Linked DNA regions of Ovis aries: region 2 is linked to region 1. Evidence: chromatin contacts called from public Hi-C data. All regions are on one chromosome and are shown on one strand. The core of a region is the stretch at or near the end of the contact, and the rest is flanking DNA. Distances in the headings are between cores, read along the strand shown. Region 1 holds the start of TTC14 (tetratricopeptide repeat domain 14). Region 2 overlaps USP13 (ubiquitin specific peptidase 13).

Region 1 (7,493 bases), core at 4,343-6,842:
CAAATACCAAGGCACACATATCACAACCAGCTTGCAGAAAGGATAATAGTCATCATTATTAGATGATGCTCACAAGTCTATGTTATGAAATATCAGAATTAGAAAGTTTAGACACAGATCAGTGAAAGGATTTTGCACAATATTTTCAGTTTTTAGAAAGTAAGAAAAGGTATTCACTGTAAAACAAATGAATAAACCCAGTAGTTTCAATGCAATCACTTCTGTGTCAGATAGGATGAGGGGAGGAAGGAATGCCAAAGATGATCAAGATTTCTCGACTGGATGACCCAATAGATGGTGTTGCCATTCACAGAGCTAAAAATCACAAGTATGTGAATAGTAAGACAACCACATCTAACGAGGCATTACCTATGTACCTAGGGGCTTCCCTGGTGGCTCAGACGGTAAAGAATCTGCCAGCAATGCGGGAGACCTGGGTCTGATCCCTGGGTTGGGAAGATCTCCTGTAGCAGGGCATGGCAACCCACACCAGTATTCTTGCCTGGAGAATCCCCATGGACAGAGGAGCCTAGCAGGCTACAATCCATTGGGTCGAAAAGAGTCAGACACAACTGAACGACTAAGCACAGTTATGTAAGCTATGTAAGAAAGAAAAAAGCTGCTCCAATCACTTGGGTCCAAGTAGAAGTTCTTATCAGTTAAAAACAAACATTGCAAAATTTCATTTATATGGAGTTCTGAAATGATCATACAAACTAATGATCTGGCAAATTCATGAGGCAGAAAGGGGATGATTCTATTTAAGAAAAAATGATAGCAAAGAAGATGCTGGCCCTTAATTACTAAAGCAGGATGTTACGAAATTATTTATGTTAAAAGTACTATATTTCTTCAAAATATTTTATAAGTTAGACTAGTCTGTTAGTCATTATGCCAAGTACTATGCCAGTATCTCAGGACAGTATAATATAGGTTACGTTACAGGGTTTGTTCTTAATGTTTTCCTCTTCATTTAATCTAAGTTCATGGATTTTATTAGACAAAGTAGAGCAATAAGTTGACTACAACAGTGAAATCTTATGTACAATGAACTACAGAGTTCTCAATTTATATTTTTGGCATTATAATTACTAGAATGATGAAATGAGTTAGAAATTTCTATTAAACAAAAGCTTTTGGTGTGTGTCCAGGATAAGATTTACCTATTAACTTTCTATGTATTATAATACATACTCAGAACAGTGAACTCAAGACACTAAAATATCTCCAATCATGAAGAAAGTAACTAATAAGGAAGAATAAAAGGACCAGAGAATGTAAAAAGAACTACATTTAAAAAACATTTTCAATCAAAACTGAAACTAAGAGTATCTGAACTAAGTCAAAGATGTGATTTCTTTAAGTTCAAGATTTTATAGTTGGCTATTAAATATTAGATCTCTACTATTAAGCAAATCTGACACTTACTGCCCTCCTCTTTCTACAAGTGTCTGGCAGAGGTATTTTCTTGCATTTCTGTGAGTTGGACAGTTTTCCAGTGCAAGTTCAAAATCTTCTATTGCTTTGTTTAGACTTCCTTTTGTTGCATATCTATAGATATGAGACAAAATTAGAGGAATTTATCTTGTGAGCTATTCATAAATCTTATATACATTTATCTTGTAAATATTCCTCAAAACCCATGATCCACTTACAATGCACCACGAGCTACCAAAGCTTCCACATTTTGTTTGTCTATTTCCAGAGCCTTATTGTATTCATTCATAGCATCCACATGGCGTCCAACCTTAAAATAATCCACTCCAATCTTCACACTAAAAATATATTTTAAAGCATATATAACAAATATTTCACAGAATATCCAAACAAAATGTTAGTGTAAATAAAATTTTAAAGCAAACCAAATTTACTAGTTATTAGTCTTCAATATTCTCAGTATAACTAAGAAACAGTCTTTAGATAATTTTGTAACAAATATTTATGAAATCCAGATATCAATATACTAATTCCTTTTTAACAAAATTAAAAAAACATTGGCTAAAATGTAAATCTTTAAAGTTTACAACATACTAGCATTTCTATCTATAAAAAAGCTAATCTCAAAAAGGTATCATTTAAATTCATTTATAAACAAATTTTGTCTTAAAGATTACATAAGCATGCTTGCCTTAACTTAACCTGTTAGGTTAAATAATGCAATTGTTGAATGACAAAATCTTCATACCATTTTAAAGCCCATGATGCAGACTGCTTCTTCCTTAACGCAGAAGCAAAATCATCCTCAGAGAAATTTTTGCTATTAAAGAAAATAAAAGTCAAAATGTAAATACTTTTTTGGGTAACTACATCTCACTTTACCTGACAGATAAAAACTGAATCTCAAGCAAGAAACTTGTATTCCCATTTATAATGCGAAATTTTTGGACTCTCAGGAATGACTATTATTATTAAGAAGTATTTTCCGTTAGCATATACATGAAATTCTTGTAAATTTTCTGCATCTTATAAATTTTTTCTGCATCTACCTGGTCACACGGCACATATCAATCACCGATAAGACTCCACTCCAGAAGGAGAAAGGATAACCTAGTTCATTCAAACTTTGGCATACTGCTGCCACCAGGCTTAGGATAATCAATTATGTTCTTCAGTTATGCAGCTTCTCACATCAGCACCACAGACCTCACCACTTAACAGAACAAATACTGATTTACTATACCTTTGAAGGCCTCTCATTAAAGATGGTGGATTAGATTCATCTATTCCTAGTTTTCCTAAAAGGAATTCAACTACTCCTGGATTAACAAATCCCAAAGAACTCTGCATGATATTCTCATAGGATTCCAAAGAATTGCTATTTAGTTCAACGCTTTTCCTTAAAAAAAAAAAAAAAAAAAAAACACACACAAAATATAGATGATTAAGACAATTAAATAGCATGTCCCATTTTAATTATGGAAATATTATTATTATATGGGATTTAAATATTCAGTCTATTTTTGTACATGAAAGTGTGGCAATTGTGATTTGGTTCCTTTTGCCAAGTTTGAACCGATTTATGGGTTATAAAAATAAAATTAGCATATTTTGAAATAAGAGAAATTAGAATTCTACCTTCTTGTTAGAAGTTGGGCAAAATTTGCAATTTTTTAGCCAAGAAACTGTTTTTCAATTAACTTGTTGAGACAATGTGGATAAAATTACCTGTAGTACAAAGGAAGTTCTTCAGAACTAATTACACCTAACTTAATACCAGATAGGTGTGGTGGAAGAGATGAGCTATATAGAGACACTGCAAGCTTTTCATGGTATCTGTCAATATCCTTGATTCCAGCTTAAAAAATAAGAAAATTAAGTTGATTAGCAAAGCAATGCAAACTAACATAAACATAACCACAGTTACTTTTTTCACTAATATGAGGAAACTGATCACCTCGAATGATGTCACCAGTTTGGTAATATGATAAAGGATCCCCATGGTTACTGATTGAAGGCACGTCTCTTAGTGGACATAGAGCCTGCAACAAGAAGCACTGTAAAACACTAGACATTCTATTCTTCAGAGAGAAGTGTCTTCTTTTATTCTAGCAGTTCAGTATAAACAGCTAAGACTTGAAAGGAACATTAAGAAAACAACTAGCACCCTAGAGTCTAAATTTAAATTTCTGTGCCCAAACATAAGGAAAAAAAGTTTTCTGGTTCAGGTCAAAGCTAAACTCTCATGAAACTTGCAATTAGTTTTAGAAACAGAATATAAGTATGTATGATGAAACAAAAAGATATTTTGTGCTTCTTAAATATAAAATTAAAATGTGTCCAGAAAGCAGGAGACTTCCAAGAATATGAAACGTGAATTCTTCTAGGTTTCGGTGTTATCGAGTTTGCGGTATCTTCTGGTTTTCTTCCCTATCTGTCTTAATAGCAAACCTTTCAAATTAAAAGCGACATAGTGTATTTCAAATTTATATCTATTCACCTTGGGCAAAGTATCATGATGTACAAATCACTTAATTATTGGAAATATACAGAAAAGACAGGAACTTGTTTCTAAATTATCCACATGCAAGTATCTAATGCTGAGTACTAAATAATTAAAGACTTTTCAGCTAGAAGAGATAACCCAGGCTACTAACGAATCTCACCAGGTCCACTAATATCTGAGCACTTAAAACAGGACCCCACTTCTGCCAGCCAAAGGACCAAATCCCCCAAACTAGAAACAGTGGCAGAAACTGTAATTCCATTACGGCTAATAATTTTTTTAAAAGTAAAAAAGTACTTAATTTTTCTATTAATACTTATTTAATTCTCAAAACTAGGTCTGCAGAGTACACTTAATTACAGCTGGATGAAAAGATATAATTTTTGCACTGAGATGACATTTTTATCAAAAACAAAAACAATCAAATAACTAAAAGGTGAGTAACTTACTGTGATTTCTAAGTGGGATATATCTCTCATAATGCCACTGCCTAAACAAATTAACACCATGAAAAACCCAAATTCCCGAATGGAACTAATTCTTCCAATCACTATATCACCACGTTCAATATCTCGAAAAAACAGCTCTCTCCGGTCCATAGTAGGTATCTCCATGAATTGCTCTAACGGTGGCATGACTGCATAATAATCTGAAAAAATAAGTAACAAAATTACTAACAACAGCTCTGTGTTCTGCTTCATCAAAGTGCTGTTAAACCAAAACGCAACGATTTTAAGACTAAACACACCATCATTGTCTTCACTAACTTCAGCAGTTGTAGGTGCATCTGATTTCCAGGAAAGTGCAAAAAGCAGATCCGCTTTTTTGGAAATGAATTTTTGTATTTCAATGTTGTCAACTCTCCTCTCTTTTCTTAAAAAGAAAACAAAATTTATGAAAACTGGTTTTTCTGCATAACTTTTTAGTACGTACAAGCTTCTGCTCTCTGCTTTCATCGCCCAATCGTGACCATCCTAAGCTGTTGGGCACACATCCTCCGAAAAAGTTTTAACCAGGGATCCCCTCATACGCCAGTCTGTAGATGGAGGGCGCGGAAACTTAAAAACACAGCCGCGCTGTTCCAGATATACACAAGCCCCAAAGATTTTAGCTAAAGAATCCGCGCCTCTGGTGGCAGTACTAGATTTAAAAGTTCAACCCACATCCCGCATTGCCCACATTAGGGAGAAGGTACCCTCCTGCACCCTGCCCTCGAAACCTGCGCCGCAGTCCTCACGTGCTCACAGCCTCGGCTCAGGAGCCGGACTGCGGTAATGAAGCCCGGAGCTGCCTCCCCTCTCCCGTCTCGCAGCGGCGCCGCCGTGCCATTACCTGCCCGGGAACTGCTGCTGGCCCGGCGGGCCCCGGGCAGGGTCGGCCACCGACCCCAGGAGGCTCCGGAAGTGCGGGTTGTCCTGCTGTTCGCTCCGGAGCAGGGAGAGCAAAGACGGGCCGTGGAAATTTAGTGACTGCCGCAAGAGGTCTCGGTCCATGGCTAGAGACTGTCGTGACCAAAGGCCAGTGGGCTGCTAGCCCCCGGTTCGGTGCCCACAACTTCAGGCCGTGGTCGAGGAGGCTGAGGAAGCGGCCTGGAAGCCGCCGGAAGCACACATCGCAGACACCTCCCGAGTGGCCTCCCGGAAGTGTTCTGGAACCGCCCCCAGCGGCAGTGCTGCGGAGCGCAGTTTTGGTATCGCGAAATTGAGCGAGATTACGGAAGCCGGGAGGATTGGGGCAAGACTTTTCAGGAGTTTAGGGCCGGTTGTGGCTCTGAGATAGTGAGGTGTGTAACAAGTTTCCGTTTTAAAATTTCTGAGGTGTTATTACATTGAAATGGCCCAAGTTCTAATCTGTGGTAAATAATAATTCATCCTTGTGTTTAGCGAGGCGCTTCTAAGTGCCAGTGTCAGGAAAAGAACCCTGAACTGTTACAAAGTTTCTTACCTTATCGCTGGATAAGTATCTATGCCTCAGGCATAACCGCATTTAAACGATTGCTCTGGGAGACTTCCTGTTAGGCTTTAGGGCAGAAGAAAGGAAGAACATTAACATTTATTAAACACTGGAGCTGTGTTTTCTAGCCGTACCCTGTTCACTGTTAGTGATTTTAGTGTTAAAACCAGAATGACTTTAATGCCTAGACATATGCATATTTTGTTTTGTTCTTTAGTCGCTAAGTCGTGTCGGACTTTTTTTTGCCAACCAAGGGACTGGTAGCCCTCCGGGCTTCTCTGGACATGGAATTTTCCAGGCAAGAATATTGGAGTGGGTTGCGATTTCCTTCTTCAGGGATCTTCCCCACACAGGGATCGAACCCCCTCTCCTGTGTTGGCAGGCGGATTTTTTACCCACTAGCTACCTAGAAAGCCCCAAATGTATATATACATTCCTTTTTATTTGTTGTAGTTTAAGTGTTTTCTCAAAACTTAGTGCCCATAAGGTTTACTGTGTAATTCAAGTGATTTTTCGAAGATAATTATGACAGGCTCTCACCTCCTCCCCCACACTTACTGACTTTGGATCCTAACCGCTCTACTGAGGAAACAAGCCCAGAGACTCTCAGTATATTGCTCAATATCACCAGCTGGCAAAATGCTAGAGTTAGAATTTCAACCTACCACTGAATAGATCTTCACCGGCAGAGTTGCTGGAGAAAGTATTTTTTATCATTTAGAAGGCTTGTCTTTAATATTAAAATAATGTGACTTTGTCTTATTAAAATATATCAAACGTCTGTACTACTTAAATCGTGTAGTTTAGTATCGTCCTCTTGAACAAAAATAAATAGCGGTGGTTATTCTGTCACATCTTCAGTTATGTATATTGGGGAATTTAGTTTGCCCTCTCACCACCTGGATAGAAGATCCAGTCAGAATATAGTGAATGCCTCCACACTATTTTGGGGAAAACCCAGGCAAATAGGTAAACAGTTTATTGAGACTCCAGAAAATGAAACAATGAGTGTAACTTTAAAAGATAATAACTTTCAAGTCAGGAGGAGCACATCAGGAAAGTTTAATCAGTGGTACAGACTGACTTGTGTTAAGCTATAGCTTCAGACAATAGCTATTTTTAGGAAAGAGGGTGCTGAAAAGGAAAACTGACTTCTAAAAAGAAACTATATGGACCTTATGATAAATAAGGTATGTGATTTTAGTTAGAGTTGATCTGTTATTAAGGATCTAATTATCTCTGGAGAGACTGAGAAGCTAGTGGCTGAGAAGCAGATGTGGCACCTACTCTGAGAATGTCCCCTTATAAAGCCATTCTTGAGTAACATTGCTATTGGATCTGGCTACTCTTCTTGGGCTTCCCTGGTGGCTCAGTGGTAAAATAATCTGCCTGCCAGTGCAGGACACGTGGGTTGGATCCCTGGTTGGGGAAGATCTCCTGGAGAAGGATGAAATAACCCACTCCAGTATTGTTGCCTGGGAAATTCCATGGACAGAGGAGCCAGGGGTGCTACAGTCCATCAGTTTGCAGAAGAGTTGGATACGACTTAGCAACTAAACAGCAACACTCCTTTTCCTAATTCCAACATCAGAGTTAC
Region 2 (6,421 bases), core at 1,664-4,163, 940 kb after region 1:
ACATAAAAGATACATACGGTCTATCAGTTGGGTCATCAGGCGATCTGGAAATCAAAGGAGAGGGCAAGAAGTGAGACCCAACCATGGCAAAGAGTTCTAGAGAAAGAAAAAGAGTTAACCCAGAGCACTCCCTCACCCCCACCCATTTAGACCCCACACTGTTGTCAGCTCCCTGGTCCTCCATGCAGACCAGCCAACCCGACATAAAGTCATTCCAGCAAGGAGGGAGAATACTCAGTTTCAGGCATTTAGAGCAGATAAAACATGATGCTCTGCTGATCATCTTAAGGAACTAAATAATTTCCTTCCCTGTACTTCTAAGAACTCCATTTAATTACAATCCAAGAACTCTGTTATAAACGTCAGAAAAAGCAGGAGCAATGCTAATAAACCATCTTGCAGTTCTCGGACACTCTGAGGACTGATGTTTTTAGAATTCCTTTAACGAACCACCTATACCACACAGCCTGGACCATCCCACCTACAGACCCCTTCCCTGCTCTCCACCCTCTGCAACTTAGCATTGGACTCAGCGTTAGAGAATAATGTAACACAGGTGCCAATCTTGACTCCTCTCTTGCTCCTCCCGGATTCAGTTTATACCCCAACAGGGTCACCAATAATGGTCACTGCTCAGCCGACAGCCATCCTGTGGGGCAGGCACCCTAAGCACTCTGGCACTATTAGCTAATGTACCTAATTAACTCATTAGGAAGGCGAACAGCAAACACGTGGGCTAACAAAGCCAGAATGAACGTGATTTCACCAGAATAACTGAACTAATAATGAAGCCAAGATCTCTCCATGCTGTTCTTGGACTCACAAAGGCAATGATTTTTCGCATGTACTTTTCTCTTAAAAAGTATTCTTCACGAGGACCACTTTAAGGTTCACAGAGAGTAAGAGAAGCTCAAACTGTTCTCTTTCTATGAAGCAGTAATGAAGCTGGAGAGGTGAGACGTGGGCAAGATTTTTAAAACCAACCCACACTGTTCAATTTCCCTTTCTGGTTCTCCAAAGATATTCCAAGAAGGACACAGCTCCCCTAGACGAAGAACCCACTGAAAACACACTCCTCTTCCCCATAGGCTTATCAGAGGACGGGAGGAGGGAGGCAAAGGCAGAGGCAAGGTAAGCCAAAAACTTCCTGGAGACCTGCTGCCCTCTGCTGCTTGTGATTTCCATGGACCCATTTGGTTCACTCATGCTGGGGCTGTGTCTCTTCCTGTGACTATTAATATTTTAAGCTCAAGGTTTGCAGCCAGGCTTCAATTCTGTATGTCTGTGGTGGGTTACAACACAGGAAAGCACCACGGGACAACATAGCGAGGGAGCAAAAGGGACTGTTCCAGCAGAGGAGCAGGAAGGCGTTGAGAAGGTCCTCCTGGCAGAAGACGGTACCTTTAGAGTCACCAGGAATCACTATGGGGGGGCTGATGTCTGGAAGTTCCTCCTCTCCTGGCTGCAACCCCCTGGCTCGGAGATGGTTGACATCAAGTAGGTCTGGCATATCAATAGAAACATCTGCAAAATGAGAGAGATTATACTCACTGGACTCTCCAAATAACCACAAGCACCTCCTCAATCTAGCACCACTAACTAGGTACACGTGTCTAGGCAGAGCCAAGGGATGTGTTATAGTTCCTGGGAGTAAGTCACAGGACCAGAAAACTGACTAAGACTGATTAGAGTTTAAGGTAGAACCGGGGGAAACACAGATGCAGGATTTCATACTGAACAACAAGAAATGAGGGAAGCCAGAGGTCGAAAACTGGGAGCCCATACAATATCTGTAGACACTTTCTGTTGGTTGTTTTTAAAATGTCGGCAACACATTCCAATTTTTAAATCAGAGATTTCAATTCAAAACTCCAGACTTCCAACTCATTTTGAAGAAAAAAAAAAAAAAAAAAGCTGTAGCAGAATCTCACGTGACAACAACTGCCTGGGGCTGATTCTCAGCTTTCACTCCAAGGTAATATGCCCTCCGTGTCTGTCTGCCACAGACCTCACCACTCCTCCTGCCCCCATGAACCTGAGCATCACATGTGCACTGTTCTGATTCTTATGATAGGGAAATGTTTTCCTAATCCATGTCTCCATCCAAAATGGGAATACTAAAGAAAGGATAAGACAGCTATAGCTATGTGTTTCTTATACCCAGCCTACTCCTGTCATTTATATTATCACTCTGTCCTCATTAGGCATTTGAGTTTGCAACCCATAGTTTATGCCTTTTCTCTGATCACCATGGGTACTGTGATTATTCTACCGAAGGTAATAAAAACTGAAGATTTAAAGAAATTAATTGAACTTCAAGTGTATTCATCTTGAGGCATACTTTTTTTTAACTTCTCAGCTCAGTTGTCATTATGTTGACTTATTCAAACACAAAATATATGTATGAGTCTAACAGCCTGTTGCAAATTTGTACTGCACACAGTCAGATACGGTAATAATGGAAAATGGATTCAAATGTTGGTGCAGGATATGTCTCTTGGGCTAGCAAACAGAATCTGAAAATACCATCCCCAAAACCAGCTACAATGTTAGGTGTGTAAGTCCTACTTTAAAACAACCACCGGAAGAAAAGGCTTAGTTTAAAAAAAAAAAATTTAATCTCAGCAAACAGCAAAATCAAACACAATGTCTGACCAACAAAATCAAAACAACTGGTCCTCAACAGAAATTTTCAGGTTCATTAAAGAAAGCTTTGAGGCTGCTTTAAATTCAGCAAGACTATGAAATCTGATCTGAATTTGGCATCCTTTACCAAAATTCCAAGGACAAAGAAAATAAAACTGTTTCCAAAGCAGTTCAAAGCCTTTCGAAGAAGTCAGTTTTCTCTCTGGGGTGCATATTGGGTCCAAGGAGGAAAGGCTGAGTGATGAGTAACCTGCCCTTGGCCCTCCTCCCTGCCCACAAAATTATTCCACCAGGAAGAGGAATGAGCTACAGGCTCAAGGGCTGCATAATGCCATGTGGAGATCAGGGCTATGCTAACAGCTAGTGCCAGAGGTTTCTGGGAAATCACTCCTGCAGATTTTACATTCTTTTTACTTATCCCCTTCAGATGAGCAGATGAGTTCTTCATTAACCAACCTAGGACTGACTTGTTTTTTAAGTGCTCAAAAACATAGACACTAAAAGACTGGCAAGCAGTCTGAGATCCAAGAATTAAAGATTTTAAAATTTAAAAAATAAAAAACTTAAAAAAAAATTAACCTAAAAAAAAAAAAAAAAAAACTGTATGGACTTCCACGGCCCTGAGGACAGCCTAGGAACACATTCATATCTGATTGAGATGGTAGAGAAAATGTTCTTACTCATTGTCTGGAAAGATAACCTCTAACAGTGGTCAAGGGCCTTTAAGATTAGAAAGAAGCCCAATCTGGCCACATCCCTTTTTCTTTTTAATACAACTGACTGTATTTATGTTATTATTAATAAAGTTCATATGATTTAAACAAATGTCATTAGCCATACCCGCCTACTTTAGAGGTCGAGGAGAGATGCTAAAGAGAGTATTGATACATCTTCAGTTACTAGCACCTCCAAGCATGACTTTTGGACCAGCAGCACTAGCAGCATCAGCATCACCTGGGCACATGTTAGAATATAGAGCCCTGGCCCCATCCCAGACCTGCTGAATCAGCACCTACATTTTACCAAGATCACGTTCCAGTTTGGGAGGCATGATTTGAAATTGTGAGGCTCCTGTTTTCACTCTTAGATTCTGGCCATTTTAGAACCCATTATTAGACAAGTGGGCAAGCAAGCGGCAATTTGTGTTTATTTATTTATTTTTACTACCACCAGTGTTTATCATATCTTTCAAAAGAGAAAGGTGGGAATCATGGAAAAAGAATGAAATGAGACCGTTTCTGGCAGCCTACCGCATGGGCTCTTTCACATGCCATGTTTTTTAAACAGCTAATTTAATGTTTTAAGCAAAAGCATGCAAAAGATACCTACCAAATTTTTTGGGAACCCAGTCAAGACCAAAAGTGAACTTCTTTATCTGCACTACCAAGTATTCAGGGAATGAGGCAAAGCGAGATGTTCTGAGAAACACAAGGGGATTAGATCAATGAAACAGGCAATAAGAATTATGGATACAGTTCATGAAGCATCATAAGCTGTGTCTGAGGCACACCCAGCAGTCCCAGGGCCTGCAGTGAAGAGGAGGGACACACACGCACACATGAGCGGACACACACACACAGGAGTGGACACACACACATACCACCTCACCACTCATCCTGGCCTTTCCACGAGAGGACAATGTTTAACACAGGACAAGGTTGTCCCCAAGGATGATTTTGGACACCCTGCAAAATTACTGCTTTTACTTTGCTGTGGCCTTCTGTATTTCTAAAAAGTGGTTTTCAACTATAAACGTTTGTGTTTTCTAAAACCCTTGGTAGCGTCACACATATTTGCAGACGCATGGGGGCACCTTGCATTGTGTTTGTATATGAAGTTTGAAAAAGCTCCCTGAGCCGTCCTGACACACCCCCAATCTGCTCTGACCACAAGTCGCTATCTTGTAGCACAGAGTTGGCATCAGAAGGTTATATCGGAACTTTGGTTGAGGCTGACTACTGGAAATGCCAGGGCCTCATTAAAATACTACCACACCTAAAATCTATGGCCTCATGATAAAAGGGAGGTGTGGGTCGGTGGGTGGGTGTGTGTGTGTACTATGAGGTATCTAAAATATCTAAATCTGGGCCTTCAATTTTTTAAATTAATATATATGGTTAATGTCTTGAGTTTCCTTTCAAACTTTCATGAATGCTGAATTGTCTGGACTTGCCTTTGATGATTTTATACACCAACTATTCAACTAATACATCAAATACATGCCCCGGTTTCAACTCATTCTCTCCACATTTATTATCTTGTTTATAAAAACCCTTTCTACTCAAGTGTCAATCTGAGTACAGTAAGGTATATAGAAAAAACTTAGATTTAAACAGATACGATAGGTACCTTTTAAAATAAAAGATTCTAGGACATGTTTCCTACAAACTCCACTTTTCAAATCTATGTGGAATGCATCTTCCCAGAACTCAGAAATCCAATACAAATGCTCTGCTGCCCCCTAGAGCAGAAGAAAAGCTACAGTGCAGGAGCAGAGAATTGTCCAAAAAGTGTCAGAAGACTTGGGTGCTACTTAATTCACTCAAAATCTAACCCTCCTTGAGGCTTCACATTTACAAAATGGGGTTATTAGTAATAGCTGCCTGCCAGGGCTGTGCGACGGTCATGCAGTGTCATGAAACCACCTGGCACACTAGAATGTGCCATGTACAGCCAAGGTGTTAGCATGATCCTGTCATGCAAGAGTTAGAATCACAGGACCAAGGACACTGAGCTGGCTTGTCACCGACCTGTATTTTCCCCCAAGTAGGTCACTTAACCACTCTGGATCTCAAATTCCCCATCACAAGGAAGGTAGCAGGGTACAGGCAATGAGGGAGTTTCTCAAAAAACAAGAGCTTAACTATCCTAAAGGAGCTGATCTATTAGCCTAGCTCTCTCTCCAGAAATTATATATTGTCTCTAATTAGGTTTTCCTATCTTCTGAGAAGCAGTATTAATATCATTCTTAAATATAGCCAAGTCCTCAATTTCACCAAAAACCAAGAAACACCATGTGATATTTTCAACGACTATAAAAGTGTCACCTCTCTGACCCCTTCCTCTAACCACAGAAATTTAAAATCTGGAAAATATATAACAATGAAATCAACCAAAAGTCATCAATGATTTCTAGACTGTGGTTCAGGATCCCAGAGATTCCTAAAGTTGCTCTGTGATCAGTATCTGGGTGAGGAATCAGCTGGTAATATACCACGGAGTGGGAGGCAGTAGAGGGAATTCAAGGCTGATAATTTAACACATCACTTTGTTGTGGGTAGCTACCAACCTGAGAGTACCAGAAAGCAGGTTAGATGATGCCCACATTGTATTTTTCCTGTTGGTTAAACATTCCTTATTAACTTCTGTATATAGGGTCTCAACTTGAATCACACAATCAGTAACCACTTAATATAAATGTGTTCAAGTCAACCTCAAAACTAACACTTGGCGTTCATTAATTGCAGGTTTGGGACAGCAAGTTTGTTAAATCTGGTAAGGTTATAAATTATGCACCAGTTACTCTTCTATTCCTAAAATTCCTGGAATTAAAATTTTTCTTGAAAAGTTATATACTTAATAAAGTCCACTGAAATATAAATTATTCAAAAAGGTCTAGATAGACACTGAATAAATTCGCCTCAAAGAACTGTTACAGGAACTGAGTTAGGACTAAAGAGCTTAGAACAGTGACTGACAACAGTACGGCATTACCTATCAACAACTCATTACCTTATTTAATACGCATCGATTGTTCACTGGTTACAAATTCAGG

The links. Hi-C and Micro-C count contacts between places; a contact is called where the count stands out from the background.
Region 2: a Hi-C map of skin fibroblasts shows a contact between it and region 1, with 2.4 times the contacts expected there. The contact joins the enhancer-like site here to the promoter of TTC14 in region 1. A contact is called at or near these places in 2 of 16 Hi-C or Micro-C datasets (skin fibroblasts and tail adipose tissue).

What each region holds. Positions count from the first base shown.
Region 1 is chr1:207,210,722-207,218,214 of ARS-UI_Ramb_v3.0, forward strand. TTC14 (tetratricopeptide repeat domain 14) reads right to left here and starts at 5,593. Exons shown (of 12, transcript XM_004003115.4): 1 at 5,276-5,593; 2 at 4,692-4,816; 3 at 4,393-4,592; 4 at 3,395-3,479; 5 at 3,166-3,295; 6 at 2,681-2,836; 7 at 2,186-2,257; 8 at 1,656-1,775; 9 at 1,429-1,551. The coding sequence starts at 5,436.
Region 2 is chr1:208,154,663-208,161,083 of ARS-UI_Ramb_v3.0, forward strand. It overlaps USP13 (ubiquitin specific peptidase 13), which reads right to left. Exons shown (of 21, transcript XM_027958132.2): 14 at 3,976-4,064; 15 at 1,402-1,524; 16 at 18-44. Among named protein-coding and RNA genes, the nearest start is that of USP13, 96 kb to the right of the region's middle. Within about 2 kb of position 2,914, at least 4 of the 54 cell types and tissues checked have an H3K27ac peak or open chromatin away from gene starts, as enhancers often do.